Regions from separate parts of the Mus musculus genome. Here all the other regions are linked to region 1. The links are chromatin contacts, called in public HiChIP or PLAC-seq and promoter capture Hi-C maps. All regions are on one chromosome and are shown on one strand. The core of a region is the stretch at or near the end of the contact, and the rest is flanking DNA. Distances in the headings are between cores, read along the strand shown.

Evidence for each region. Promoter capture Hi-C pulls out the DNA fragments that hold promoters and counts their contacts. HiChIP or PLAC-seq counts read pairs in DNA pulled down with a chosen protein or histone mark.
Region 2: an H3K4me3 HiChIP or PLAC-seq map of bone marrow-derived macrophages shows a contact between it and region 1, with 5 times the contacts expected there. The contact joins the promoter of Baalc here to the promoter of Rrm2b in region 1. A contact is called at or near these places in 1 of 39 promoter capture datasets (liver) and 1 of 115 datasets of contacts at active chromatin or transcription factors (bone marrow-derived macrophages).
Region 3: a contact with region 1 is called in a promoter capture Hi-C map of hippocampal neurons, with 4 times the contacts expected there. The contact joins the enhancer-like site here to the promoter of Rrm2b in region 1. A contact is called at or near these places in 2 of 39 promoter capture datasets (hippocampal neurons and stem cell-derived epiblast-like cells), 4 of 115 datasets of contacts at active chromatin or transcription factors (astrocytes, embryonic forebrain, extraembryonic endoderm stem cells and 1 more) and 2 of 9 other capture datasets (adipose tissue and liver).
Region 4: a contact with region 1 is called in an H3K4me3 HiChIP or PLAC-seq map of forebrain, with 7 times the contacts expected there. The contact joins the enhancer-like site here to the promoter of Rrm2b in region 1. A contact is called at or near these places in 1 of 39 promoter capture datasets (hippocampal neurons) and 3 of 115 datasets of contacts at active chromatin or transcription factors (the SCID.adh cell line, embryonic forebrain and forebrain).
Region 5: a contact with region 1 is called in an H3K27ac HiChIP or PLAC-seq map of embryonic stem cells, with 2.9 times the contacts expected there. The contact joins the enhancer-like site here to the promoter of Rrm2b in region 1. A contact is called at or near these places in 4 of 39 promoter capture datasets (the 3T3-L1 cell line, embryonic stem cells and hippocampal neurons) and 5 of 115 datasets of contacts at active chromatin or transcription factors (astrocytes, embryonic forebrain, embryonic limb bud and 1 more).
Region 6: a contact with region 1 is called in an H3K4me3 HiChIP or PLAC-seq map of forebrain, with 11 times the contacts expected there. The contact joins the enhancer-like site here to the promoter of Rrm2b in region 1. A contact is called at or near these places in 6 of 39 promoter capture datasets (the 3T3-L1 cell line, cranial neural crest, embryonic stem cells and 2 more), 2 of 484 Hi-C or Micro-C datasets (cortical neurons and palatal mesenchyme) and 5 of 115 datasets of contacts at active chromatin or transcription factors (embryonic forebrain, embryonic limb bud, embryonic stem cells and 2 more).
Region 7: a promoter capture Hi-C map of embryonic stem cells shows a contact between it and region 1, with 4 times the contacts expected there. The contact joins the enhancer-like site here to the promoter of Rrm2b in region 1. A contact is called at or near these places in 6 of 39 promoter capture datasets (the 3T3-L1 cell line, cranial neural crest, embryonic stem cells and 3 more) and 2 of 115 datasets of contacts at active chromatin or transcription factors (embryonic stem cells and forebrain).

What each region holds. Positions count from the first base shown.
Region 1 is chr15:37,958,997-37,962,779 of GRCm38.p6, reverse strand. Rrm2b (ribonucleotide reductase M2 B (TP53 inducible)) reads left to right here and starts at 1,725. Exons shown (of 9, transcript NM_199476.1): 1 at 1,725-1,936. The coding sequence starts at 1,889. Gm49085 (a long non-coding RNA gene) reads right to left here and starts at 1,622. Exons shown (of 2, transcript XR_003951596.1): 1 at 1,239-1,622.
Region 2 is chr15:38,932,304-38,936,086 of GRCm38.p6, reverse strand. It overlaps Baalc (brain and acute leukemia, cytoplasmic), which reads right to left and starts at 2,178. Exons shown (of 2, transcript NM_080640.6): 1 at 2,011-2,178. The coding sequence starts at 2,178.
Region 3 is chr15:37,029,858-37,033,640 of GRCm38.p6, reverse strand. No RefSeq gene overlaps it. Among named protein-coding and RNA genes, the nearest start is that of Gm34724, 15 kb to the left of the region's middle. Within about 2 kb of position 1,855, at least 99 of the 459 cell types and tissues checked have an H3K27ac peak or open chromatin away from gene starts, as enhancers often do. A contact at or near this core is called in adipose tissue, astrocytes, extraembryonic endoderm stem cells and 2 more, where this site is marked.
Region 4 is chr15:37,051,199-37,054,981 of GRCm38.p6, reverse strand. No RefSeq gene overlaps it. Among named protein-coding and RNA genes, the nearest start is that of Gm34724, 6.8 kb to the right of the region's middle. Within about 2 kb of position 1,706, at least 57 of the 459 cell types and tissues checked have an H3K27ac peak or open chromatin away from gene starts, as enhancers often do. A contact at or near this core is called in forebrain and hippocampal neurons, where this site is marked.
Region 5 is chr15:37,078,582-37,082,364 of GRCm38.p6, reverse strand. No RefSeq gene overlaps it. Among named protein-coding and RNA genes, the nearest start is that of Gm34724, 34 kb to the right of the region's middle. Within about 2 kb of position 1,849, at least 14 of the 459 cell types and tissues checked have an H3K27ac peak or open chromatin away from gene starts, as enhancers often do. A contact at or near this core is called in embryonic stem cells, where this site is marked.
Region 6 is chr15:37,099,063-37,102,845 of GRCm38.p6, reverse strand. No RefSeq gene overlaps it. Among named protein-coding and RNA genes, the nearest start is that of Gm41301, 35 kb to the left of the region's middle. Within about 2 kb of position 1,860, at least 88 of the 459 cell types and tissues checked have an H3K27ac peak or open chromatin away from gene starts, as enhancers often do. A contact at or near this core is called in cortical neurons, forebrain and hippocampal neurons, where this site is marked.
Region 7 is chr15:37,162,418-37,166,200 of GRCm38.p6, reverse strand. The region is part of intron 1 of Gm41302 (a long non-coding RNA gene); the gene reads left to right. The region is part of intron 2 of Gm34820 (a long non-coding RNA gene); the gene reads right to left. Among named protein-coding and RNA genes, the nearest start is that of Gm41302, 4.0 kb to the left of the region's middle. Within about 2 kb of position 1,825, at least 11 of the 459 cell types and tissues checked have an H3K27ac peak or open chromatin away from gene starts, as enhancers often do. A contact at or near this core is called in embryonic stem cells, where this site is marked.

The DNA.
Region 1 (3,783 bases), core at 476-2,975:
GGTCGCCTTATCTGCATCTAAATGCTCTTCCGTGCCTTCATGCAGAATTACTCTTAAAAAATGCTTTGAGATGTATTGTTTTGATGACTTTGAATGAATGAATCCTTGTTTGTAGTTTATTTGCTATGCAATCTTTGGTAAGTTATCTTTTGTGAGAATGACTTTCCTCCCAGAAAACTTTATAATATATAAAAAGTTTTTACTCAGCATTTGATCATATTGCTCCAAGAAAGATAACTCGCTTCAGGTTAATTAAGCTTTAGAGCTTAAAGCAAAATTTCTATCCTGCTTTCTATTTTAGAGGCTAACCACCAAGCAGTTGCCAGATGTTGAAGTCATAACAAGGCTCTTTCCAGAATCTACTGAAAATCTCTTACTTCTTTTTCACGTTTTTGGTTTTTGGCTTTGAGACTGGATCTTCCCATCTAGCCCAAGACGACCTTGGTTTCACGATCCTCCTGCTCCTATCCAAGATGCTGGGATCAGAGGTGTTCAATACCATACTCAACTCTTCTTTCACCATATTATTATTTAATTTGTATATCTTATTTGTGTTTGTATACAAGAAGGGGTAGTGCTGGGGATTGAACCCAAGGCCTTGTACATCATCACCTAATGAGCTACAGTCCCATCCCGCTCATTATATTTTTCTGTCGTACTACCATATATGTACCATATGCTGAAAACATAGAAGCAATTCAACCAAGAGTATTGCCACCATCATTATTCACTGTCTTTGGCCCTTGCAATACAAAAGTGTTGAATCTCTTTACAACTTTAACCTTTGCTTTGAAAAGTATCCGTAGCAAGGATATTGGAGTCTACCGTATTTTGGTTGCTTAATCTTGGCTATTTATCTTCGGGTTCAGTTTAATCTGGAACATGAAAATTGCAGTATCGACTACAGGGAAATATCTCAAAGATTAATTCACATAAAGGGCTTAGCAGAATAGAACCTATCAGGTTGTGAAAGTTCAATAAATATTACTCAGTTAAACAATCACAAAGACTTCAAGGTATTTCCCAGGATTTAGCTATTTTTCCTACTCATTCTCAAGCTCCATTCACGCACACACTTTCCCCCTCCAGTTTCTCCTTTTGGTTGCTGAAATACAAGAGTTCCTTTCTCCTTGGAGTTTTTAACAGTGTCGACCTCCCACCCTGCTTTCCACATCCCATCCAGTGGGCAGCTCTACAGCCACTCTGGCAGTCTCTTGGACTGACTGGGTGCAACCTACCGTGTCGCTGGGGCACCACGAGGGCTAGGGAATGTCCCGGCGTGCCAGTCACCTCGTGTACCAGGTAGTCTGGCACAAGTAGGCAGACTGCAAATTCCAGTAGACGCTCTAGAATTCAGAGCAGATGACAGGCTGGGCAACAGCGCGGAAGCTGGGGGAGCAAGAGTGGGCGGGGTCATGCGACGCTAAAGAACAGGCTTGAAGTGCTCTGGTACTGCGGACTGAACTTACGCAGCCGTCGCCGGAGTGGGGACCCTGCTCAGTGAAGAGAAGCGGGCCAGCCGAGGAAGCAGAGTTCGGCGGCGAGGGGCGGGGCCAGCTGAGGTAGGCGGATCTCTGGCGGGGCGGGCCGGGGCCGGCTGAGGTAGGCGGATCTCTGAGACGCTGGGTGGAGCCGGCTGAGGTAGGCGGATCTCTAGGCAGTGGGGCGGGGCCGGCAGGAAAGGCGGATCTTTCAGGCGCCGAGAGTAGCGTGCCTGGGCGGAGCCACCGCAGAGAAGGCCCCTCAATGGGCCGGCTAGAACCCAGGACCGGCGCGGCAAGGCGTGCCCGGAGCAGGAGGAGGTTCGCACAGGACGATCTGATCCTACTAGGATTTGGTCGGCCGCGCTCAGTTCCTCAGCTCGGGTGGCTCTGGTGGAGTCTGCGCGATGGGCGACCCGGAAAGGCCGGAAGCGGCCAGGCCGGAGAAGGGTGAGGTAAATGTCGCAGTCGCTTCATCCTCCACCCCTGGGTCACGCCCGGACTTTAGGTTGCTGCGAGTCAGTCGCAGGTCCGCTGTAGAGTAGTATTTTATTCGTCGCCGTCAGAAACACTGTGCAGGCCGAAAGGAAGCGCCCTCACCTCAGGCTAGTGTTGGGGAGTCGGGAAGGGCGAGCATGGACGCTGTGCTGCTCTGCTCAGGGCGGAGCAGGAACACTCAGGTCCCGGCTGAGGAAGTCTCCGTGTCCCCTTGTTCTCCAACCTCTGCTCTCCAGTCTTTCTTTTCTTGTCGGGAGCCCTGGCGGGTGAAAAAGGGCTGTGACGGATCTACGCAAGAGAGGTGAACCATCAGATGCAGTTGAGGAACTCGTGTGGAAACTGATGCAGGTGGATGAGGGGAGGAGATGACAGGTGAAGGGAGGACGAGAAACCCTTACAACGAATAAAAGACTGGGAGACCAGTTTTCCTCACACCGAACTTCTAACTGAATCTTCGGGGTGTCTCTTCATTTCAGTAGTGGAAGTGTTTCTTCCTTCACAAAGAATGAAGTGCTTTATGCAAAGTGTTTAATAAATCTAAAATTAACCCGTGCTAGCAGAAAGAAGTATGTAATAAGAGCAAACAAAAATTATACGGCTTTATAGTAATGTAAGTTGTTACTGTGTAATTCCAACTCCACATTTTGGAGACAAATATTCTAAACCATCTGGAATACAAGTAATACTTTTTTTTTTTTTTTTTTTTTTTTTTTTGGTATGTGAGCCTGTTTCTCTTTGTGGTGTCTTGAAGTTAATACTGTGGCAAGTTGGAAGGGGCCATAAAAGTTTGAGCCCACATATATTCATGCTTATACTGGCATTTCTAGACAAAGATGGAGGTTCTAAGTTGATTTTTATTCTGTAATCGTTTAATAATAAATTATGTCTATCCCTTAATTTTCCCCTTGAAACAAAGATACTCAGCACCAATTTCTCCTTTCCGGCAATATTTAGACTTCTCTGGTTTGCCAATGACACCAGGAATCATTCTGGCTTAACACCTGAAAGTTAACTTTTAAAAAAAAAAATTACTTTTAATTCATAAAGACAGAGCAAAGGTTTAGACCTAGAATAAATTTTAGTGAGTACTTTTTTTTTTTTTTTTTTTTTTAACGAATCCAAGAGTTTTTGAGATTCGGGATATCGTAAGCACTTTGTTTTTTAGTTTTTTATTTTTATTTTGGATATGATAGGGCAGTGCGGGCTATTTGTATCAGAAGCATGTGGAGTGATTAATAAAAACTAAATTACCAAGCCTACAACCTGCCTTTGTAACAGGCACTTCAGGTGATCTTAGCACAGTTGATTTAAGGGCCATCTTAAAGGGAAATAAATGAGGTTTATTAGTCTCCTAACATGTAGATTTTTTTCCGATATTCGAACACTTAAGCCAGAATGGCGTTCCTAAGACTCATTACTAGAACTAGGTTCAACTTTCCAAGTTGTTGCTTCTAGTACAGTGTTCCACCAGCTTTTTCAGATTTGTTGATTGATACAGGAATGAAATGGTACACACACACACACACACACACACACACACACACACACATACATAGTTGCAGCTGCATGCACATAAGTGAAAGAGACACAATAGACAACCACATTGGAGGCATGGAGAATGGCAGTCTAGGTTAAACCACTTCAGGTGCTTACTGGGGAATCATAAGCTAGGTTTTGTCTCAGATGACCAGAAACTAAGACAAAACTAAATGCACAAGTTTGGAAAAGATGGTGGAGTCTTGCTCAGGATTACCTACTCCCCAGCTTTATCTCAGGTTCTCATCACCTCACCTTGGTGCAGCTA
Region 2 (3,783 bases), core at 929-3,428, 970 kb before region 1:
ACCCACACGTGAGGACTCCCCCATGTTCTGACTCAGGTGAGGCAACACCCCAAATCACTCACGCTATCTCGTGACTCGGGTGGGGGTATCCCCACGGAGGTCTTTCACTACCTTCATCTTCTCAGTACTCCCATTGCCCACTGGGGATTAACTCCAAGGGTTTGTGCTGTTAGGAAAACACTTTACCCACTGAGCTATGGCCCCATGCCCTGCGTTGTGATGCTCTGATCCACCAGGTTCATCTCCATCACGTATATGGTACTATCTGTGCCATACAGTGCATGCCTTACTTCCCTTGCCTATAAAATGGTCATGATGCTGTTGGGAGGATTCCAAAGCCTAGAGGGCCTAAGAGCTAGCACCCTTTTAAGTGCAAAACACAACTTTGAAATGATGGGTGAGGAGGGCAGAATGTGGCACAAGGAAAACAAGCATGTAGATCAAGCTGTTTCCAGGTAACTGCCATCTCTCCACTATAACACATTCTGTGTCTCAAATATGGAGAGAAGGATTAGGAGACAGACATCTGGACCTTCTCTAGAACACTCAACCTCGTGAACATGGTTCTGTGGACCCCAAACTGCCTTGCACTCTGTCAATGATGACTGGGTCTCCTGAAAGTCAGCTGATGCACAAAGTAGACAATACAAGACCCTTCCATCTCCCTTCCCCAGCTAGCCTTTGGGCTCCATTAGCATTCCACTTAATGAGGTCATTGTGTTGTGGGCCCAGCTATCATGTTTGTCCCTCCTTCCCATTGTTCTTTGTATCGCAGTCTATAAGAGGAGGCCCATCTGTCTGTTCCTTTGGATATTATTTTATTTCCACTATATGTTTAAGAAACCTGAGATTCTGAAAGATTGACTCTACAAGTCTCCTCGGGTAATGAACTTTGGAGACAAATTTGAAACTGGTTTGCTGATCAAAGCCACTGAAAGCAACTTAATGATGTGAAAAGGAATTCCATCGCAAAATTCTTGCAAACGATAAGCTTTGTTACACAGTGAAATGGAATAAAATTGGTCACCTCGGGGTTTAGCTAGTTTTCATTCTTCCCCATGGCATTGTATGCTATTTAAGGTCCATGTACATGTTTACAATGTCTTTGCTGTAACGGAAAAACTTGATCCTTGTCTTCATCTACACAAAACAATGCTTTTGTGATCTATCAACTCAGAAAAAGAAAGTGCTTTGGGAAATAAACTACCATGTAAGGGACTGATCAGAAGAAAAAACAAAAAGAATACCATCACTAGGTAGGAAACTGTGCCCTCGGGATGCAGGAGGCCAGAGCTGGGACAGGTGGGATCAGTGGGTTCTGAACCTTCAAGTAAATGGTGGACTTCAGGGAAGATGAGGAAATTGGAGGAGGAAGGAGAGGAGGAGAGGAAGAGGAAGAAGAAGGAGAGGAGGAGAAGAGGAGGAGGAGGAAGAGACTGCAGAGTCTCCAATTGCTCAGAGCTTTCATTCTGGGCTGCAGCCCTCACTCCCCCAGCCCTACCCCATGGAGGAGCCAGGCACAGCAGGAGAACCTCTGGGAAGTAAGGGATCAAAGGATGCCAGCCTGGTCCAGGACCGCATCCAGCCTTCTTTCAAACAGCAAGCTTTCTGGTGATGCTGGTATGATATTTTACAAGAGTCACCCTTGAAGACCCTTGCACTGACCAGCTGATTAGAGGGTATGAGGTACAATGCCAATTTTGTTTCCTTCCGCTGGCTTTGCTGCCTAACACAAGGAGACTTTTGGACAAAGCTGTGTACCTGAACCAACACACATTTCCTCCAGAGGGCAACTCTCTAGGACTCGTTTCTATAAGTTAAATAAAACTCAACAGCCCACAAGGAAAGGATTAAAATGGCATTTGCAGTAAGTTTTTACATTGAGTGGTGGAAAACCTCGATTCCCGAGGTCCCGAGGTCTTCCTTCCCTGGACACAGTGCTGGTGGTCCCGATTTGTAAGTTCCACCCCTGTTCTCCATCCCCAGTTGATGTTGTAGTTTTGACCCTACCTCTGTGGCCCAGAGGCCATTCTGTTTCTGGGTCAGAGGGCCTGAGCTGAGGTTCTGTGAGTTGGGACATTGGGTCCCACAGTTCATCTTCTTCTCTGGGTTGGCTATTCCACCCGGGGCTGCAGGTCGGAGCACCCCGTTAGAGGACAGTCCGTCTTCCAGCACACCTGGGGAGGCAAGGAGAGAATGGCACCAGAGGCTTGCAAATGGCAGCTGTTACAAGCAATCCCAAGGTGGCAAAGAAAGGGCAGCTAATAGCAAAAGGTGGCCTCAAGTTCCACCTGGTAAAGCTATCTTTTCCTGTAAGAATACGTGTGTTTTTACGTTAAAAATAAGATTTAAAAATAGCTTTGTAGCTTGAAGTTTTCACTTAACACATTGATGGCAACTTTTCCACATTATTAAACACTCGGCCATGTTATTTTTTACACGTCTGCTGGTCGTACGAACAAGCAATCATTTAACCAATGCCCTCTAACTGGATATTTGTTTCCACGTTCTAATGCTAGATGTTACTGGAATAACATTCCTTTTGATTAATAATTTTATTCCTAGTGGTTCTCTGGGATAAATTCCTAGAAGTAAGGTCACTCTCTTGACGGTTACACAAAGATAATTTTTCCTAGTCTCCACCTATTGGACTGAGCAAGTGTGTCTCCCACAACAAATGCCAAGAAACACAGAACTTCAAATAAATGACCTCACTAAAAAGCAAAAGGAGGACAAGATGGGAATTCAGGACACACAACAAGTACCTGATTTGTAGGAGAAAAAGGCCCAGGGATCAAAGAAGGGATCTGCCAAATGAGCGGAGAGAAGCCAGCCAGATGCCACAGGAGTTACGGGCATGAGGGAACAGCCAGAGAGGCCATCCCTTTTCCTCCACCAGCCTAGTCTAGATGGCCGTCCACCATCTGGGACTTGGCTCACAACAGGAAGCTGTACCCAGGGGCCTTGAATTTCACTTGTATGACTCAAATTCAAAAATAAAATGACTAAGAGTGTCAAGACAGTGTTCACTGAGCTTTGAATTTGAGCCAGGCCCTTTCTGAGCCCAGGAGGTCCTGGGCTCATGACTGCAGCTGATTTGCTGAAAGTGACCAGCCAGTCTTTTGTATAGGCTACACTTCTGGGTAACAGAGGGAAATGTAGTTTACTTTGTCCTTTTTCTGTATTTTCACATTTTGGTAAGAAATACAAGCTAGATTCACACAACAGAAACACGGGGTTTGTGGCTGACCTTTTGGGGTACCCTCTTAAGCAATCTAGAAAGGTTACATATGGCAACGATCCCTGGCTGGCCTCATTTTTTTAGCTTGCTATCAGAACATCTCAGCTTATAGGCCAGGCTCGGTAGGCTAGTCGGTAAGCACTTAGCTGATTGTGTGAGTCATAAGTTAAGAATGTAACCAACATGGCTAAAGAGAGGATTGTGAGGAAGAGACAGCTGGTGCTAGGCCATAAATAATGCTTACCCTGTCTGTGTCAGACATCGTTAGAGCCTTTGTGCATGTTGCCCCTTTAACCCTCACAGGAGCCCTGTGAACTAGGAACCATGATCCATGCTCAGTGACTAAAGTAGCCCCTGCATTGATGCTGGGTGCCATCTGCTTATCTGTTGCTTACCACTCTCTTCCTACTCCAGCCTGGGGTGGGGGACTTGCCCTTACTGTAAAGGAGGAGACATTGAAGTCTAATTCTAGACCTGTGCTTTTCTGAGGCTTGGGGTACAAGCAAGTGCTTCCTCCTAGTAAAACTCCCAAGCAGGCTGCT
Region 3 (3,783 bases), core at 606-3,105, 930 kb after region 1:
AGCAGACTTAATGTGAGGCAGAACCCTGGAGAGCTCCTAGAAGCCAAGATTGGAGGAGAAAGTTGTGCAGGCCTTAACTGACATCAGTGGATGGTGTTTTATGATGCTGGAGCGTCTTTCATTACCCAAAGTTCTGTCTATCCCAAATGATGAAAAAGACTTGGTGTCTGAGCAGAGCTGCATACTTCAGTAAAATTATTTCCGAGGAAGGCCAACAGGCAGAGGTGAAGGGGTACAGAGAAGGAAGCACCCTTCTCGATGTTGTTTGCTTGCAAAGATCTTCTTGATCTTGCAACAAGAGCTTAACTTTGTCCCAGATTCAGGGATTGAGACCCAAAACAGAAACTTCCAGAACATTAATGACAGTGATGATCTTGATCATGGAAAATCATCAGAACGTGGTGAGGGATGGAGAGATGAGGAGTCAGAGCTCCTCAGTGCTACCAAAGCCCTCTGACCACTCCCATCTGTCTCAACCAGAGCTGTGTGTAGCAAATGGTGATTCTACTAATATTCCATAGACTCTAGGAGAGACCACGTGTGCTATTCCCATGGAGCTGATGGGAAGGGAGGCAGGTGTGTAAGGACTGGAACAACTGGAGTTTCACACACTGTTGGTGAAACTGACTATGAGAAAAGAGACTGCCCTGTGTGACAGTGTCTTATGGAGTTAAGCAGTTTCCTGCCATATGAGTTAGCAAGGCTAGGGAAAATACACCTTCATAAATTCTTACATAAATCCCCATAGCAACCCTACTCATGATAGACCAAAAAATAAAATAAAGAAAAAAGAAGCCAAATGTCCTATTCAACTACAGAAATAACCTAATGTACTTTGTGCAATGGGAAATTACTCCCCAATAAAAAAATTTTTAAATGTACCATGGATCCAAGCAATAACAAGAGCAAAAAAAAACTCAGATCCAGGGCCTGGAGAGATGGCTCAACTGTCAAGCATGTTGCTCCTTTATGAGGGCCTAAGCTAGCTCCCAGCACATCCATGGAACATCTCACAAACCTATAACTCTAGCTCCAAGGGATCCAAAGACTCCCTTCTGACAGCCATAGACACTGGTGTACACACACTCACATACACACTCACATACACACTCACACATACTCACAGGCAGCACTCATACACTTGCAGCACTCATACACTTGCGCACATACAACATACTGATACATGGAGAAATCTTTTTTTAAAAAGCATCCAGAAAAAGAATACATGGTGTACAGTGTCATCTATATGAAACTTTCAAGAAGGCTAAATTCACCTATTATGATGGGAGTCAGGCCTATTGCTGTCTATAAGATGGAGCAGGATTGAAAAGAAAGAGACAAAGGATAACTTTGTGGGGTGACAGAAATGTTCAACGTCCTGATTAGGAGTCACACTTAACACCTAGGAGCAGATGTAAATTTTATATTAAAGAAAATCAAGTTTTAATTAGTAGCAACAAAATCCTTCTGGTCTTTGTCACATGCCTCTGTCTACAGGTAGCCCCACCCCAGATGCCTCTGTCTACAGATAGCCCCGCCCCAGATGCCTCTGTCTACAGGTAGCCCCGCCCCAGATGCCTCTGTCTACAGGTAGCCCCGCCCCAGATGCCTCTGTCTACAGGTAGCCCTGCCCCAGATATCTCTGCCTACATGTAGCCCCACCCCAGAAAATCCTGTGAGAACTACTCAGCAAACCTCGTCTGAAAAGAATGTGGCAGAGGGATGGGCAGTTTGCAGAACTCAGGGCATCTGGGTTGAGCAAAGGCTTTTGTGCAAGCTTAGAACAATGCCTGTAATGTTGTAGCCATGAAGTTATAACACCCCCACAGGAGCCTTGTGTCGCTGAAAGGCTCATTCAGAGTGGGCTCACATCTCCAGCCAAGCTGCAGTGCCTGATGGATTGCTCAGCTGCTCTTGCAGGCAGTTCTGGTCTCAATAGCAACTGGGGGAGGGAAGGAACATTCCAGACTTCTGGGTAGAAAAAATTCAGTCCAGTATAAAGAGCTCCAAATGAACAACCAGAGAACAAGACCATAACATACTGAGGGGACTTGCTTCTCCTCCTGTCATATGCTCTGTCCTAGCTGAGCTTAGAGTGGATTACCTCGACCACTGACTCCATTCATTGTGGACCCTGGGCTGTGCCTGCATTTGGAATGCTGAGGAATGTAGATGCAAGCAGACCTGTATCCTGAGTGACTCAGATGGGAGCTGCTGAGCTCCTATCAGGCTTCAGTCAGTTTGAGCTCTCTGAAAGGAAAATGATCAGGAATAATGACAATTCTCATTCTGCAAACAAGGAAATCAGACTCAGAAGACAATGGAAGAGATAGTCCAGGCCACACGGGAAGCTGCAGATCTGAGTTCTGAGTTCAGGCACTCTGTTTCTGAGTTCTGTGTTCTTTTTGACAAACAATATGACTAAGATAGATATGAGCCTTCCCCCCACTGTAAATGTTTGCCTTCTGTCTGAAAGATGCCGGGAAATCATAAGCACAGGCCTGGGAGGGAAGGATGACGATGAGCACCAGGCTGTGCCAGGCCTGAGGACTGCTCTCAGGCTAGTACTGGCAGCCTCTGAGTGGGCATGGAAGTAGAGGCATGGCTCAGACTGGGATTCCACATCCACAGTGTTGTCATAGGTGAGTAGCTGGGGGCAGGGATGTCTAGCCAAGCAGCTACTGTGTGTGTGTGGGGGGGTGTAATTTAGGGACATTTAGGGACTGCAGGTGTAATTGGTTTGTAGAATGTTTGTCTTGGGCTCAGTCCCCAGGACCACAAAAGCTGGGAACACCTGGAATTCCAATACTTGTGAGGTAGAGAGGAGAAGATCCAGAATCCAAAGTCGGCTTCAACTACACGGTGAATTTTAGGCTAGCCTGGGCTATTTAAGACCCCCATCTCAACAAAACAACAGCAAACAAACAAACAGAACAATGAAAAACGAGAAATTAATTTCTTGACATTCTGGAGGCTATAAGCTGAAGCCCAAGGTGCCGGCATACAGGAAGCTTCACCGTACAGTGTTCTTGCATGGTGGAAGACAGAAGGGAAATTGAAAAACAGGTAGACACCATGCCCTCTCTCATAAGGGACAAAGCAGAAGAAAGCACATCCAGCCTTACAGACTCTTTATGTCTGTTTACTTGTTTTAATTTCAGAAGGAAAGCAGAACCTCCTAAGGCCTATCTATGAGCACCAGCCTACTCACGAACCACTTTCTGCCACTTGATATTCATGGCCATGGCCATCCAAGAGGCATCCTTCAGGGTAGCTGAAATCTAAACGTTTGTTAAGTCAAGGAGGCTGTTTCCCTGAAGGCTGCCTCAGCTCTTGGATAGTTTTAGGACAACAAGCCTGCTACCTGTGTTTAGAGCTCTCTTGAGCTCTGATTCTTCACGTATCTACCCAAGTTAGCGAGTCAGAATTCTAGGAACTTCCTTTCTACCTTGTCCCTTGGTTCTAGAAACCAGACCTCAGTCAATCTGTCAGTCATCTCGTAACAATAAATAAGCAGCAAATGTGGACTCCCTCAGTTCTCCTTGGGGCTTCCCGACCTTTGACCCAGATCATTTATGCTCCTTCTGGTATCCCTCAGGTTCTCTGTGGCTGAGTCAAACATTGACTTCATCAAATGACCAGAAATATACATACTGGTGATTCTAAACACTGAGATAGAAATAAATTGGAGTGCAGTACTAACTCTTACTCTGTGTCTAGTTCAGATGAACAAAGTATTTTGTAAGATGTAAATAAGTTAAAAGGAACGCCGGACCTCTGCAA
Region 4 (3,783 bases), core at 457-2,956, 910 kb after region 1:
TTAGAAAATAGATCATAGGGTCTGGAGAGGTGGCTCAGTGGTTAAGTACCATTGCAGTTCTTCCAGAGGACCCCAGAATTAGTTCCCAGCACCTTCATGCATGCCGAGTACTCTTGAAGGCCAGAAAAAAGCCTGAAACAGAAGTTGGGGACAGATGTCAGCCATCATGAGAGAGCTCAAGTTCCAGGTGATCTGCCGCCGTCTTCTGGCCGCTCAGGGAACTGCACACATGGTGCTTAGCCATTTAGACAGGGAAAATACACATACACATTAAATAAATAAATAAATAAATTTTAATGGATCATGACTCACAAATCAAAGATCACACTTTTTGAAGTAGGAACTGTATGACTTTACGAATTTACTAATCTGAGCTTAATAATTAGATCTCTTAATATTCATTCTGTATGTTTCTTAGAAGTCTGGTTTCATGGTCAATTTCTATTAACATTGGTATCAATACTCAGAAATTTCTATTAACATTGGTATCAATACTCACAAAAAGATTAGTAAAAATATCATTTGAGTTTTTGAAAGAAAAGAGCATGTGAATAAAAGCGGGAATCTACCCCCATGGGATCCCTCACATGGTATCTACCCCTTGGTGTCCCTTGCTCACATGCTGAACCTCCTGGGAGAATGTGGGTTCCATTAGTATTTTTCCTGCTGATGACAACTGATTGAACACATGGCTGGGTGAGAGGTTGTTTTACATTTATTTTATATAAAGTCGTCAAATTGATTTCTTAGCAGGGGACGTCTGGAGGAGGGCATCAGAATGGCTCAGAGTAAAGGCACTTGCCACCAGACTGTGGAAAGCAAGAGCTGGCACCAGCAAGCAAGCTGTCCTCTACTCCCAAAACTGCAGCGTGGCATGTCCAATCCAAGCCCCCATTCACTGCCCAGCACTGCATGGATCAGTGTAATCAATGGGAAAGCACATGGACTTACGGCTTTGTCTCTCTTTGTATTTCAGAGTCTCTGATCGGACCAGTTGTTTTAGCTTGGAAAATGTTGTCATAATAACCTCGAACCTTTCATTGAAAACTGGTTTGAAGCTAATGGCATTTTAATTTCTCTGAGCAAACACAAGGAAGACATAAAACTTCCTTCCAGTAAGAGGTCACTTGCCTGGAGCAGGATCATGTTCCACAGGATGGCTGCCCAGAGTCCTCCGTCTCTCACTTTGGCCCCTTAACATCTTTCTGTTCCTCAGGTTTTGGTAGGATGGCATGAGACACCTGTGTGATTTTACACTCATGGCCTAATGAGCACGTGTGACTAAGCCGTGCTGAGAGCCGACCCAGAAAGGGCCACCCAGGTTTGTAACTCTAAGATATAGAGAAGCCTCCTCTTACTGTGCAAATCCATCTAAGTAGACAAACCCACACATCTGTTCCCCCATCTCTACCACTCTCTCCCCTGCATTCACAGCCTATTTCCCTGATCCTGGGGAGGGAGGGGAGCTGTTCCCATTGATTCCAGGAGGACCACAAAACATGGAAAAGGAAACCCAATGCTCTTTTTTACACTCTGGGCTCTGGTTACTAATAAAAGTCTCATGTGTGGACCCAGATCAGGCATGCCGCCTGTATACAATTAAAACCTCCGATTCACCAACTGGATCCATATGTATTGGTAGCATGTAGCAGCTGGCTGAATGCTGTAACCTTGGATACCAGGAAACCCAACTTTCTCAGTCTCGTTGCTAAGGCAACAGGACAGAAGTGGGTGTGGGGAGCCCAGCAGACCTGCCCACAGGCTCTGCAGGGTCTGCAGGAGGAAGTCGGGAGGAGGGAAAGGGAAGTCTTGGGATGCCCACCCATCCAAGGCTGTGATGGAGCAGGCTATAGGACAATGCCACACTCTTATGTCACTAACAACGGGTGGGCCACTAAGTGAACACATTGTGTAAGGCAGGCCAGGCACTCTGTGCTGCTGCTGGGCAGAAGGAGGTACAGGAAGGGGTGCTAGGGAGGTAACGAGGGTGGGATTGGGGACATAGCTGCTCGGGAGCGAAAACTGGATAACAATACTGCTAGCATGCCAGGCCATGACCTGCTCTCTTTAGGACACATGTTATGTACACCTATGACAGGTGGTCAGGCCAGAGAACACTGAATAAATGCCACTTTTTCTCCAAAGCCTGCAGTCCTCTGCCTCTTAAAATCCTCACATATGACCACAGAATGAGGGAATTCTCTGGCATTTTCCAGAGAATTACTTCCACAATTGTCTTTCTAGAATAATTAGGAAGTGTAGTTTCACCTCCCTGGGATTTCTATCTGTTTTTCAGAGAGTGTTTAGAAGGATATGAATCTGGGAGCTTGAACATCAACTTAGAAATTATCCCATGCCCTGAGAGGTCTGCAACACAGGTTTGCAGGCTCTGATAGGCCCAGCGATAGAAACTGTGTGTAACCCTCCTTGCCCTACACTCCATTAACAAAGGATTATGTCCAACATGGTGTTCACTCCTACTAACATTCTCAGGAGAGCGATCCCGTGGAGTATGCACTGGGGGAGGTTTGCTCAAAACTGTGATCTCTGATTGGCCAGTTAGCAAACCTTCAATTGACTCCACTTTCATAACTGAATAATTTGAAACAGATTAAGAATGTTCTCTTACCTTCTACTTTGATGAAAGCAGATGTTTCTCATGGCAACTCAGTGTGAACCCAACATTTTCATCTTTTCTTAAAACCAGCAGCTCTCTGCCTTGGCAGGTGGTGAAGTGAAGTGAAGACTGAGGAATGCCCATGGCCCCTCTCAGGAAATACAGATGATAAAAGCAAGAGCAGACCTGCAATGGGGCAGTGGTGGGAGCCCCACAGACTCTGGGGAGTCCTACAGGGCTGCAGTCTTAGCTAGGGTTGCATTGCTGTGAACAGACACCATGACCAAGACAACTCTTACAAAGGACAACATTTAATCAGAGCTGGCTTACAGGTTCAGAGGTTCAGTCCATTATCATCATGGCAGGAAACATGGCAGTGTCCAGGCAGACACAGTGCTGGAAGGAGAGGAGAACATCTTGATCCGAAGGCAGCTAGGAGGACTCTCGCTGGGTGGAGCTTGAGCACTAAGAGACCTCAAAGCCGAGGCCTATGCAGTGACATACTTCCTCCAAAAAGGCCACACCTATTCCAACAAGCCACATCTCCTAATAGTGCCACTTCCCATGGGTCAAGCATATTCAAACCACCACAGGTGCTGTACTCTCTCCCCAGAAGGCAGAAGAGCCAGAAAAGAAGAGCCAAGTGGATGCAGTGTAAAACAGAGGATGCAAGACATGACAGAGAGGATGCAAGACAGGGAGGATGTGAGACAGCACAGAGAGGATGCATGACATATCTCATAGCAGACTTGGTTCTCTTTCTTGTTAAAATGATTTATTTATTCTTATTTTATGTGATTGGTGTTTTGTCTGCATGTATGTCTGTATGAGGGAATCAGATCCCCTGGCACTGGAGTTACAGAGAGTTGAGAGCTGCCATGTGGGTGCCAGGAATTGAACCCAGGTCCTCTGGAAGAACAGCTAGTTCCCTTAACCACTGAGCCATCTCTCTAACCCCTGTTTTTTGACTAGTGTGCTTTGAACACTATCTGTGTGTAGCATAGACTAAGAGTTTACTACTAGAATAGCTCATTGTGTTGGTCACTGTGACAAAATACCTAAAATCAAGAACTTAAAGAAGAAACAGTTTATTCAGGTTCATGCTATGAAAGATTTTGTCCAAGATTGCTTTGGCCTAAGGCCAGGAAAACCATCACGGCAACAGG
Region 5 (3,783 bases), core at 600-3,099, 880 kb after region 1:
TCACAGAAACACAGAGACAGAGATTGATGCAAGAAGCAAGAGGTTTATTGATCCAGCATGCCAGGGCTGTCCTGCAATTGGAGCAGAGGTGACCCTGAATCTTCTAAGCACACACTTTTTATACAGTTTAAGGGTAGACCTTGGTAATGACAGGAGTTGGTTTAAGCCCATTGTTGGCCCAAACTGACCTTTTCATTCCCCCTTTAGAAATGATAATTACCCTCTCCCTTCCGGAGAGGCAGGTGTTTCATGACCTTCCCTAAGCAGCACTGATGGCCCTGGGTGAGGTGAGGTCTTAGTCACCAGAAGAGGGAACTGAAATATCAGGTTATCTGCACATGCCTTGCTTTCTTGTAAAGCTTGTTTTGCTGAGTCATTCCGGGATGGGAGTGTTTGTCACAACTTTCTATCTGGAAGATCCCCAGCATGCTATTCTAGCAAGGTCTTTCAGTGGTCATCTTATGTTCTCTAAGGTCACACATTCCCACTTGTTCTAGCCCTGCTTAAGTTCCTGTCCTGACTTCCTCCCGAGATGGGCTGTGAGCTGAAAGTGTAAGCCCTTTCCTCAAAAACTTGGGGGTTTTTTGGCCATGGTTTTTATCACAGCAATAGCAATTCTAACTAAGACAATTGGCATCATTTTATTTGGTCTAACACAGGACCTACAGGCATCCTGAGTGGTACCAGTTTCATGGATAGTGTAGGTCTGTCAATCATTTATCAGTCCCTCCCTCACGATGGTGTGGACATCTGCCTTAAGGGAAATCATGCTCCTCCAACTGTGTGCTTCCTTCTAGAAAAACAGGTGAAAGAAGAACTGCCCAAAGCCAGTCTTCTCCCCACCCCACCAGCCTTTATTTTTTATAGATCAAATAGCTCTGCTTCTCCAAGGATGGGTAGAAACCAAAAGACATGTCTGTAGGTATTGCTACACAGTAATCACACAGTACATACCAATACTACTATAGCAGAGAGGGATGAGATAGGTTGATCCCAAGACAGCCTTTAAATGGTCAGTTAAGGAGACTAGGCCTAAATCTCTGTTTCTAAGAACTGGGCAAGCCCAGGCAAGTCAGTTACTGAAGAAAAAAAAAAAAAAAACAGGCTTCAGGCAGCTAGTCAGAAACTGCCCTGCCACCAGAAGCTGCCCCTCCACCTGGCCTGAGGCAAGGGCAATGGGTCAGCAGCAGTTTCCTGACTTCCTCTGCAACAGTTTCCACCCCCAGCAATGGTTCTGGAATGTTCCTAGAGATGACCCAACAGATTAAGATAGAGGTCACCTACCCTGGAAATTCCCTACTGTGCTTTAAATTGGGCCTGCAAGCTCATTTTGGGGTCTCTCCATCTTGGAATGAGGGACCCCCGCATGCTGGTCTTCTGCAGAATGAAATGCTCCTTGCTTTTGCAAACTATTTGAGTCTCGAGTATCATTTCTCGGCAAATAACAAACCCTTACATAGCAATTCATTAAAATTCAGTAAAAGTGTAAAATGAAGGTTTTCAGTCATATCAGCTACAAAGCATCACTCTGAAGCCAGCTGTGCCTAGTGGCTATCTATGTGGTCATAGCTCTAACAAAGGTCTAGAATATTTCATCATCTGCAGCGGAGTTTGGGGCAATGTTTATGTAGAAGAATCCTGAAGGCCTGAGGCTATCTTTCTGTGGCGTTTGAGTTTGGAGCTTCCCAGAAGCAGGTCTAGGGAAAGGATTCAAATGTGTAGTTTTTTGTTTTTTGTTTCTTTTTCTTTTTTTTTTTTTCTGGAAGTGGAAGGGGAGGGTGGAAAGCTGGGCAGTGCAGAGAAATGCAGATGGAGTGGGGTGGGGTAGAACACACATCTCAGACTCACCCCACCCGAGAAAGGCAGCTGAGATCTGACATCAGGGCTGCACTGCCTTCGGTCTGCTTGTGGGCAGAGATGTCAGAGGTTCATTTAAGGAATGAGCAGAGAGGCAGAGTCTGACCAGGGTGTGCCCACAGCTCCCCTCCATACCTTCACTGTAGGGTTTTGCTTATAACATTATGCCCATGTTCTTGATTTGATGCTGTTCTGCTGAGAGTAATTTTGCCCTTGAGACAAGAAAACACAGGGGACGTTGTTGGGAGCCATTAAGGCAACGCTATTGTCCTGATCTCTGAATTGGGCCTCTCCCCCCGAGAAGAAAAGAGGGTCAAAAGCGGGCCACCGACACATGGATTCCGAGAACCACGGGAGGTTCCAGCCCTAGGTCATCACCGTTGTCCTGACCACACCCTGATACCACCAAGTTCCTGCTTCCCGGTGTAGCTGTCAAAAGAAAGAATTTCTATTGCCCCCCCTCCCATAAGTACTTCTCCTTTTGCTTGTATTGCCCTACCCCTCCCACTGATAAGTATCTGTACTTCCCCCTTTGCTTGTGCATTTAAACCTTGGACCTTTCTCAGTACATTGGGGTCTTGATACAACTTCAGAACGGTTTCCGTGTCGTTATTCGTACAAGACCCTCGTCTCTCTCTACCCCCCATTTGGTTATTAGGAGGAGGTCCCCTCGAGATCCTCGAATAACTGGACCTGCTGGACGGGTCAAGTGGCGCCCAACGTGGGGCACGAGGTACGACTGCCCTCCGGACAACGGATTAAGGATTAAAGAGGTACCGCGCAGAGAAACAGTGGGACAGTCCACTGACACTTCACTCGAGTGTTGAGTACGGACGTCGGGAGGTAAGCCTAGGCATTCAGTTGTTGTCCCATTAACCATGGGGCATTTAGTGAAGAGATAAAGGGTTCTCTTAAGGAGGGAGGGATAAGAGTTTTTAAAAAAGGGGGGAATTTAATAATATATTTTTGTTTTGTGGACAAGAAATGTCCATGGCTGGTATTAAATGGTTCTGAAACTTAGAATAAAGTAGACAAAGAAATCGATAGTTTAATAAAACAAGGAGAAGATGTCCATGAGTCCTTTTTTAGTTATTGGGGAATCATCAGAGATCTCCTTGAGCAGGCAGAAAAGGGCGGAAAAGGTGCTTGCCTCCTAGCCCTTACTGAAGATTTTTTAGAAAGCTCCCAATCGCCATCTCACAAAAGCAAAACTAAGCTGCCGGCGCACAGTATCTCTATTAGAAGGTTTAGCAGAAGGCTACTTGATACCCAATGAATGGAATAAAGTTATTCAGTCTGTCCTCACTAGAGGCCAATATTTAACTTGAAAGTCAGAGTTTGTGGAAGACAGCCTCCTGAACTGCTGACAAAATCTGTGGTTAAGGCAATTTCGCTACAGACATAAAACAATTAGGGCTCTCCCCTGTTGTCCTCGCCCAGACAGCACAAGCGGCCCTGAGAGCTTGGCGCGCTGTCCCTGCAGCAAGGGCGCTAACTATGCCCCTAACCAAGATTATACAAGGGCCCCAAGAGTCCTATGCGCAGTTCGTTGCCAGAAAGCAGCTGAGAAAATTTTGGGACCTAAGGAAAGTGAGGGTCTGTTAGTTTGACAACTTGCTCTTGAAAATGCCAATTCAGCATGTAGGGCTGCCCTGAGAGGTAAAACCAAGAGTTTAAATATAAATGGTATGATCAAGCTCTGTAATGAGGTAGATGTGTTTTCTCAACAAGTTTCTAAGTCTATTAACCTGGCCATTGGGGCTGCTCTAACTCCAGCTCCAAGATTGGTGCCGAGCCCCATTGGCCCAAGTTAGAAGTAGACATCTGTGTCCTCACATTGGGTGCAAATGCCGCCTGGGGCACCCCTGATTATTATATGCCTCAATTAACAGCAGTTAACACAGGTGAATTTGGGCCCCCTCCTCA
Region 6 (3,783 bases), core at 611-3,110, 860 kb after region 1:
GCCCAGTTCCTGCCAGTCTTTGCATTTTCATTCCTCTGTTCTGTGTAAGAGTCATTAAGCATCTGGTTACCTCATTTGTACCTTGCGAATATGTCACTCAACTTCCTTATTGTCTTTTGCATAAAAAGTCTGATGCTCGATTTGACATTACATTCAGATTCCACACGAACTCTCCTGTGTGCGTCTGTTTGTCACTCATCCTACGCTTTGTCCACCCGCAACTAGAGACCCGTTCCACGCAGACAAAGGGGCCCAGAGGGTCTGTGGCATTTCTCTATTCTGGTTTTATGTTTGTGAACCATGTGAAATCTTAACCACTGTATTGTGTTAGCTTCGCAAACACACACACAAACTGCACATACACAATGGTGTACTTCAAGCAGCTGGGTGTGTCCTGCATGCCCTTGGCCAGCCTTTCTTTCCAGCTAATCCACGGATTTAGCCTTTGAGGGAATTTTAGACTAACCCTAGTTTACCATTGTCCAGAAGATGGTGCTGTGGCCTGAGGGAAGGCAACCTGAAGGTAGAAACTGGCACTCTCTCTACCCCTAACAGCAGGCTTTTCTCTCAGTCTGGAGTCTGCATTGCTACATCCTCCTTTTCTCTGAAATCTTACAAACATTATTCATTCACCACAAGCCTGTGAATGTAAAATGTACAAACTGTGTAGCTATGTAGCCATTTGTCAGCAACAGCTCAGGACTTGCTCTGGCCCAGGCCTGATTCTAAGGCCTGGGGTGGGGGTGGGGGTGGGGGGTAAAGCAGACAGTTAAGTCTACACATGTACAAGAATTTTCCAATGGCTTAGCCAAACAACAGAAAGCAGTCTGGACTGCTTGCTGTCCTCAGATACTCAATTGAAAATAAGCAGGCTTTTTGTTTGTTTATTTGTTTGTTTTGTTTTTAGAAACAGAGTTTCTCTGTATAGCCCTGACTATCCTGAAACTTACTCTGTAGACCAGGCTGGCCTTGAACTCAGACATTTGTTTGCCTCTGCCTACAGAGTGCTGGGATTAAAGGCGTGTGCTACCACCACCCAGCTAACAAGCAGGCTTTTAAGGGGCAGGTGGGCAAGTATTTGGGGAGAAGTGACGTGTAGCACAGAGGCCTGAAAGTCTCCAGCTAGGTAACCCCAATGCATACATACCCCTTTCTGTTTAAGATTTATTCTTATTGCATGTATGCATGTGTCTGTAAGGTGATGCAGGATCCCCTGGAGACCAGGAGAGGGCAGTGGATCTGCTGGCCCTGGAGCTGCAGGTGGTTGGGAGCTGACTGGTGCTGGTTTGGGGTCCAGACATGGGTCCTCTGTGGGAGCAGTAGTGTTCTAACCACTGAGTCATCTCTCTAGCCCCTAGGGGAACACTTTATAGTGCCACCTCCCCTCATTTGTCCTGGTCCCCAAAGCCACAGCTCTCTTTCACTCTACTCAGTCACAGAAACTTTAAAACATACAAGACAGAGAAAGAGCACTCAAGAGAAAGTCAGTGTGTAGTACCACCCAGCTTCCAAGGTCACTAACAGATGGCCAGCCTTCTGGGGCTGCTCTCCATGGCTCAGAGGCCAATGTCAAAGAGCCGCTCTACTGGACAATCTGTTCCCTGTCTGTGCTAACTTCCAGAGGCTGCCCACTGCTTCTGACCATTCCTTCTCCCACTAACCACCCTGGTCTCCTGCGTCCCAGTTATAACGGTCCTTATGGTCACATTGCATATGGCCAGGCAACTTGAGATAAGCTCTGTATTTCAGCATCCGTAACTACCCTATCTGTAAAGTCAATTTGACTCAACTCCACAGTTGGGATTAGGAGGTAAGACAACTTTGTGGCCAATTTTGAGCTTAGCACAGGAGAGGGGAAAGCTATCAGATATCCAGACTCACAACCACCTCACAGCTGTGTCCTCTCTGAAGGTCTCTGTGGATGAATAACTGATAACAGCCACTGTGCTCCGGGAAACCTATCGATGGCCACTCATTTGAGGGGAGGCATCTGGGAACCTTTTGGTTTTGTAGCAGAAAATATGTAGCTCTTTTCTCTTGTGCATATGGAAATTTCTTAAAACTGTCAGTGTCCATTCATAACTAGCTGAATGGTTATCGTCATCACAGGAGACTGGTCGCGGGCTGATGCTATCTATTCTGCTTCTATTATATCGGCTCTGTGTCTACTTGGACCAGATCCGAGCATTGACTCACTTTGACAGTTGAAGATCACTGCTGCTGGGTACTTGGCTCTTCATGTAAGAAGTCCAGCTGCCGTGCTGGAAGGGAAATGTCTTGTCTTACAAGGGATTGCCCTGACTGGGTAGTAAAGGAAAGAAGGGACAGACAATCAGGTAGGTCGTGCTCCCTCTGCTGGAGCAGCACCATTACTGCACAGCAACCCAGAACCTAGGCTTTTTTTTTTTTTTTTTAAGTGCAGCATAGTGGGAGTGGCTCACTAGTCTACGTAGATCTCTCTGGAGAGGAGCAGTCTCAGGCTGCAGTTATCCAGCATGATGAAGCTGCAGTTGCTCATTTCTGCACATACTGCACACATCTCACTGAGAGAAAAAGACTTTACCATTCCTCCATTTCACCGGGGCGGGGGCGGGGCGGGGGCGGGGCGGGGCGGGGTGCTGCTCCCCGTGCATCTGAGGCTGTGGGGTTTTTGACATAGCCTATCATGTCAACAACACACACTCACTCAGAGCTTCCCCTGCTTCCACACAGGGTTACCTTGGTTACTAAGAAATGCAAAGGACCCAAGTCACATGCTTATCAGTTGCCTTCTGTTGTGATAAAACTCTGTGACTAAAAGTAACTCAGGAAGGAAGAGTTTCTGTTGACTTACGGTTCCAGAGGGGAGAATCCATAATGGTGAGAGAGTCCTGGCAGCAGGCAGCCTTAGCAGGGAGCTGACAGGTGACATCTTCTACTGTAAACACAAAGCAAAGAATGAACTGTAGTACTGGAAATGGCTAAGCTATAACAAGCTTTTTCCTAGGCTCCATAATTCCCCTCAAACAATGCCACCAACTGGGGGCCAACTATTTAAATATGTGAGCCTATGATGGACATTTCTTAGTCAAATCACCACAGCGTCGTAATTGTCCCTACTAGATATACGAGCAAGGCCATTGCTCTACACCAGACCAATGGTCAGATGGACAATACCGTATCAAGGACGAGGAAACCGCCAAGGCACGTTCTCCCAGAACTCCTGATCCACAGAGCAATGAGTGATAGGAAAGGAGATGCAATATGAAGCCCTCTATCTTGGGGTTGCTTGTTACACAGCAACAGTGATCTCATTGGAGACTGTTACATAGTACACTGTGTGCTAGCTGCATTCTGTAGATCCTGGGAGTAGAAACTGAAGGGTGTCCAGCATCAAGTCCAAGTCCACCTCATAGACAATGCTGGGCTTCTTCTCCCCACACATGAAAGGCTGATGAGTCAGCTTACAGCCAAAGCAGGGACCATGGTCAGGGAGGGCGGGTCAACAGAACTGCTTAGGGTGGCAAATGGAAGACAAACAACTCTGTTGTGTCAGAAAGCCTGTTTCAGCTCTAGTTACAAGGGTGTAAGTGGAGAATAGCAGTTCTCTGCTTCTTTTAATATTGTCTCTAAGTGTGGGTGTTATTAAAGGTTTGACATAATCTGATGTTACATTCTAACTCATTTTTAATATTGAACAGAAGAAAAGGCCAGGGGAATAGTCTTTACCCTCCTGAGAGTTTGAGAAGTAACATATTACTTGCTAATGTATTATGCAATCCATGTGTTATATAATTTACGGAC
Region 7 (3,783 bases), core at 576-3,075, 800 kb after region 1:
GAAAACAGAAGGCTTTATGAAGCGTTCACTTTCTCCCTCCAGACTGGATACTATGCCTCCCTCCAATTACGGGAGGGTGGGTACTGCCAGAGGATCCTTGTGGGAAACCAAATGACTCAGCAACTCTCCTTGGAGAGCGATAGAGGGTCACATCCTAAAGGGTTAGCCTGATGGGAAAAGGCAAAGGAAAGGGGCTCATAGGACTGAAGAAACCGCCACCTGCCCAGAGGTGTGGGTCTAATTTGGGCAGGGATAAGGTAAAAAGAATAGGGAATCTATCCCTCTTCCTAAAACAGGAGATGGCCAGATGATGGCCGATCCAAAGAAGAGGACAGTTGCAGCTTCCTGGTGCTGCTTGGATATTGTCTTCTTACAAAATGGTTCAAGCTGTCAAAACAATCACATCAATGTATTTCTCTCTCTCTTTTAGATTTGTTTTGTTTGTTTGTTTGCTTGTTTTTGAGACAGGGTTACAGGTTTGAGACAGGTTGTTTTGAGACAAGGTCTGGCATTAAAAGCATCTGCCACCATGCCTAGTATAGCCATATATTTAGACTTGAAAAAGATGTAGTAGCTATATGATTTAAAAAGGGAGCCTGAAGTTGAGTGGTCTTTAATCCCAGTACTTGGGAGGCAGAGGCAGGCAGCCTGTGCACATAGTGAATTCCAAGCAAAGCTACACAGAAAAACCCTGTTTTGAAAATAACCAGGAAGAGGAGGAGGAAGAGGAGGAGGAAAGAAGGGGACCGCTGGCAGCTGATGCGTAGGGGAGGAGCTGAGCTCAGTTCTGAGTGGCAGATAGAGGTAGGAAGGGCAGGAACTCCCCAGGAGCAGGTCTGAGCTGAGGGAGAAGGTGCCTGCAGGGAAGACCAAGCCCAGGGCCTGTGCTTGCCTATGTCTCTAAAGCTTCAAGGGCATTCCACTACTGTGCCCTCTTTTTGTCTAGATTCCTGTGACATCTCACATCTTTGTTTCAAGAGATCCAATACTTCCTTCTTTGACCATAAATGACTTCTTTAATCACCATGCAGCCTATACTATGGAGTGAGACCTGTCAGAAAGATAGTGAGACAGAGAGACACAGACAGAGAGTGATCACCTAGCTGAGAAAATGAATTAGGCTTCCCATAAAGCCCAAGTCAAGAACTGCTGCACGCTTGGGCACAGCCAGGTTGGCAGTCTGTCCCCACTGGAGGTGTACTGGCCAGGAACAGTAGTCAAGTGTAACGCAGCTGCCCGGGTTCTCCAAGGAGCCCGTGGGACTAGCCCTTGGCCCAGGCCTGCTATTCTTGGCCTCTCCAGTGCATGTCCTCTGCGTCCCTGGCTTCCCTCCTGCAAGTACCAAAGGTTTTACTAGGAACTACAGGGAGCAATGACCCTGAACTTCATCTTTGTAAACGTTCCCAAAATTATCTTAATGAGGATTCCCTTCCAGGTGCCAGGGAGTTCTGGCAGGGGAGCTGTCTTGTGGCTCTTCATCCCCCCCCCAACCCCCACCCCTGCCCCCTCGCAGAGGCCCAGCAGGGAAGTGGCTTTGCTCAGAGACCTCCTGGGAGGACGTCAACAAGAACTTTGTGTTCTTGTGGTGCTGACCTGTCTGGCAAGTGGAGGGTTGAAAAGAATACAGGTGACAGAGGTGGAGGATTTGTCACCAGGTCGTGCTGTCCGGTCGTGCCCCTGCTCCAGCCTCACCCACCCCACCCCAGGCGCAAGTGTGCCCCCCCCAACTGTAAGTGTGACACCCCTCCCCACAGTGGCGAGCCGTCACACTCCCCTGCACCTGCTGGCTGCCTGAGTGTTCTATTGTTATAAACATTCCTCCAGGTCAGTCTTCCAATCTGGCTAGAGAGACCATGGAAGGACTTGTGGCTGTGAAGGCTGCATTCTAGTTAAGTTAAACATTGGCCTTTTGTTGGTGGGTAATTAGCTTGATAGCAGTAAGTAGCCCCTTTAGGAATTGGAGAGGGGGGACGATGGGAGGGATTCCCCACCCACAGAGGAACAAAGTTAATTATCAAAATCTTGAGGGCTGAAAAGAAAGTTTCTGCACTGGGCAAGCACAAGGACTCTGGTTTGATTCCCCAGTTCCCTGTAAACATCTAGGCATGGAGCTGAGATGTGGGCTGGAGCAGGGACAAAAGGATCCCTGGAGCTCACTAGCCAGCCAGGCTACCAAATCAGCAGATAGACCTGTCTCAAAAGCTAAGGTGGAAAGGAGCTGTTGCGTTGTTAGGTGATTAGTGCTGTCTGGCCTGGCAACCTGAGTTGGATCTCTGGGACCTGTGTGGTGGAAGGAGAGACCAGCCACTGAACATTTTCTCTGACTTCCATGCATGCTATGACATGCACACACATATGTAACAATTGAGTTAAAGAAAATTAAACTAAATAAAGTGGAGAAAAATTGAGGAAGATAACCACTGTTAACCTTTCCTGTGTGAAAACACACTCACAAACAGATTTAAAGAAAACACATAATGAGCTCCTTGTACTAAACCTCTTGCTATACTCTTTCTCTCCCTCTCATGGTCCCTGTTCTGGCTGGCTTTGTGTGTCAACTTCCTTGATGATGAACAGCACTATGGAAGTGTAAGCTGAATAAACCCTTTCCTCCCCAACTTGCTTCTTGGTCATGATGTTTGTGCAGGAATAGAAACCCTGACTAAGACAAATTGGTACCAGGAGTGGGGTATTCCTGTAACAACCTGACCATGTTTTGGGGAGGACTGTGGAAGGACTTTAGAACTTTGAGCTAGACGATCCATTCAGTATTAAGAGTTCTGTGGGATGTTGTGTAGGAGCTTGGAAGATAATGTTGAGAACAGTGCAGAAGATGGAGGCCTGGCTTGTGAATTTTCAGAGGGAAGATTAAAGACTCTTTTCAGGGCCATTGCTATTTTGTGAAGATTCTGTGGTTCTGGTTAGCTGGGGCTGAAGAATCAGCTGTGATTAAAAAGATACCAGAACTACTAAAGCAAAAACTTTACATTACTGGGACTATTGATGCTGGTTAGCTGGAGCTAAGAAATTAGCGGTGATTAAGAAGCGACCAGCATCATTGAGGTGACATCTTCTAGGAAGTGTTTTCTGAGAGCATAGAGGCGTTCCAGAGATAGCCAAGGTTGTACCTTGGTAATGTGTAAGAGTTATCACCCAGGTGGTACTGGTTTTGAAGGCATGAAGGGGTCATGCAGAGCAGCTGAGGCTCGGCACTCTGAGAGGCCATGGAAGGCCATTGGTGAAGGTGCAACCTCAGTTGCAATTGATGGCCCAGGACAGAAGGGATCATGCAAAGGAGTTGAGGTTTGGCACCATGAAGAGAGCCTATGAGAGGCTGTTGGTGAAGCCTAGTTACAGCGGAAGATAGCAGTGTTTGGAGATGCCAGTGCCATGAGAGGACCACCAAGAACAGCAGCAGCAGTGGAGTATAGGCAGCTGGAGCATAGAAGACAAGATGTGTGCTACAAAGGGCATGGCTGGAGAAGTGACCCAAGCCCTTGGAGGAGCCCAGAAGATCATGAGTGGATCCCAGACACTGGACAATTGGAGTTTGATTTTTGCTTTTGATTGTGACTGTGCCCTGATATTTTTCCCTCTTGAAGGAAGAAAGTATTTTAGTGGAGCCCACAGTTAAGAGACTTTGAATTTTAAAAGATATTGGACATTTTAAAGGGATTGAACTTTAATATACAAGACTGTGGTACTTTTAAAATTATTTAGATCTTGGGGAGGAATAAGAATGTAAGGGTTGAGGCTTAATAGTGATGTGTTTGTGTGTCAAGT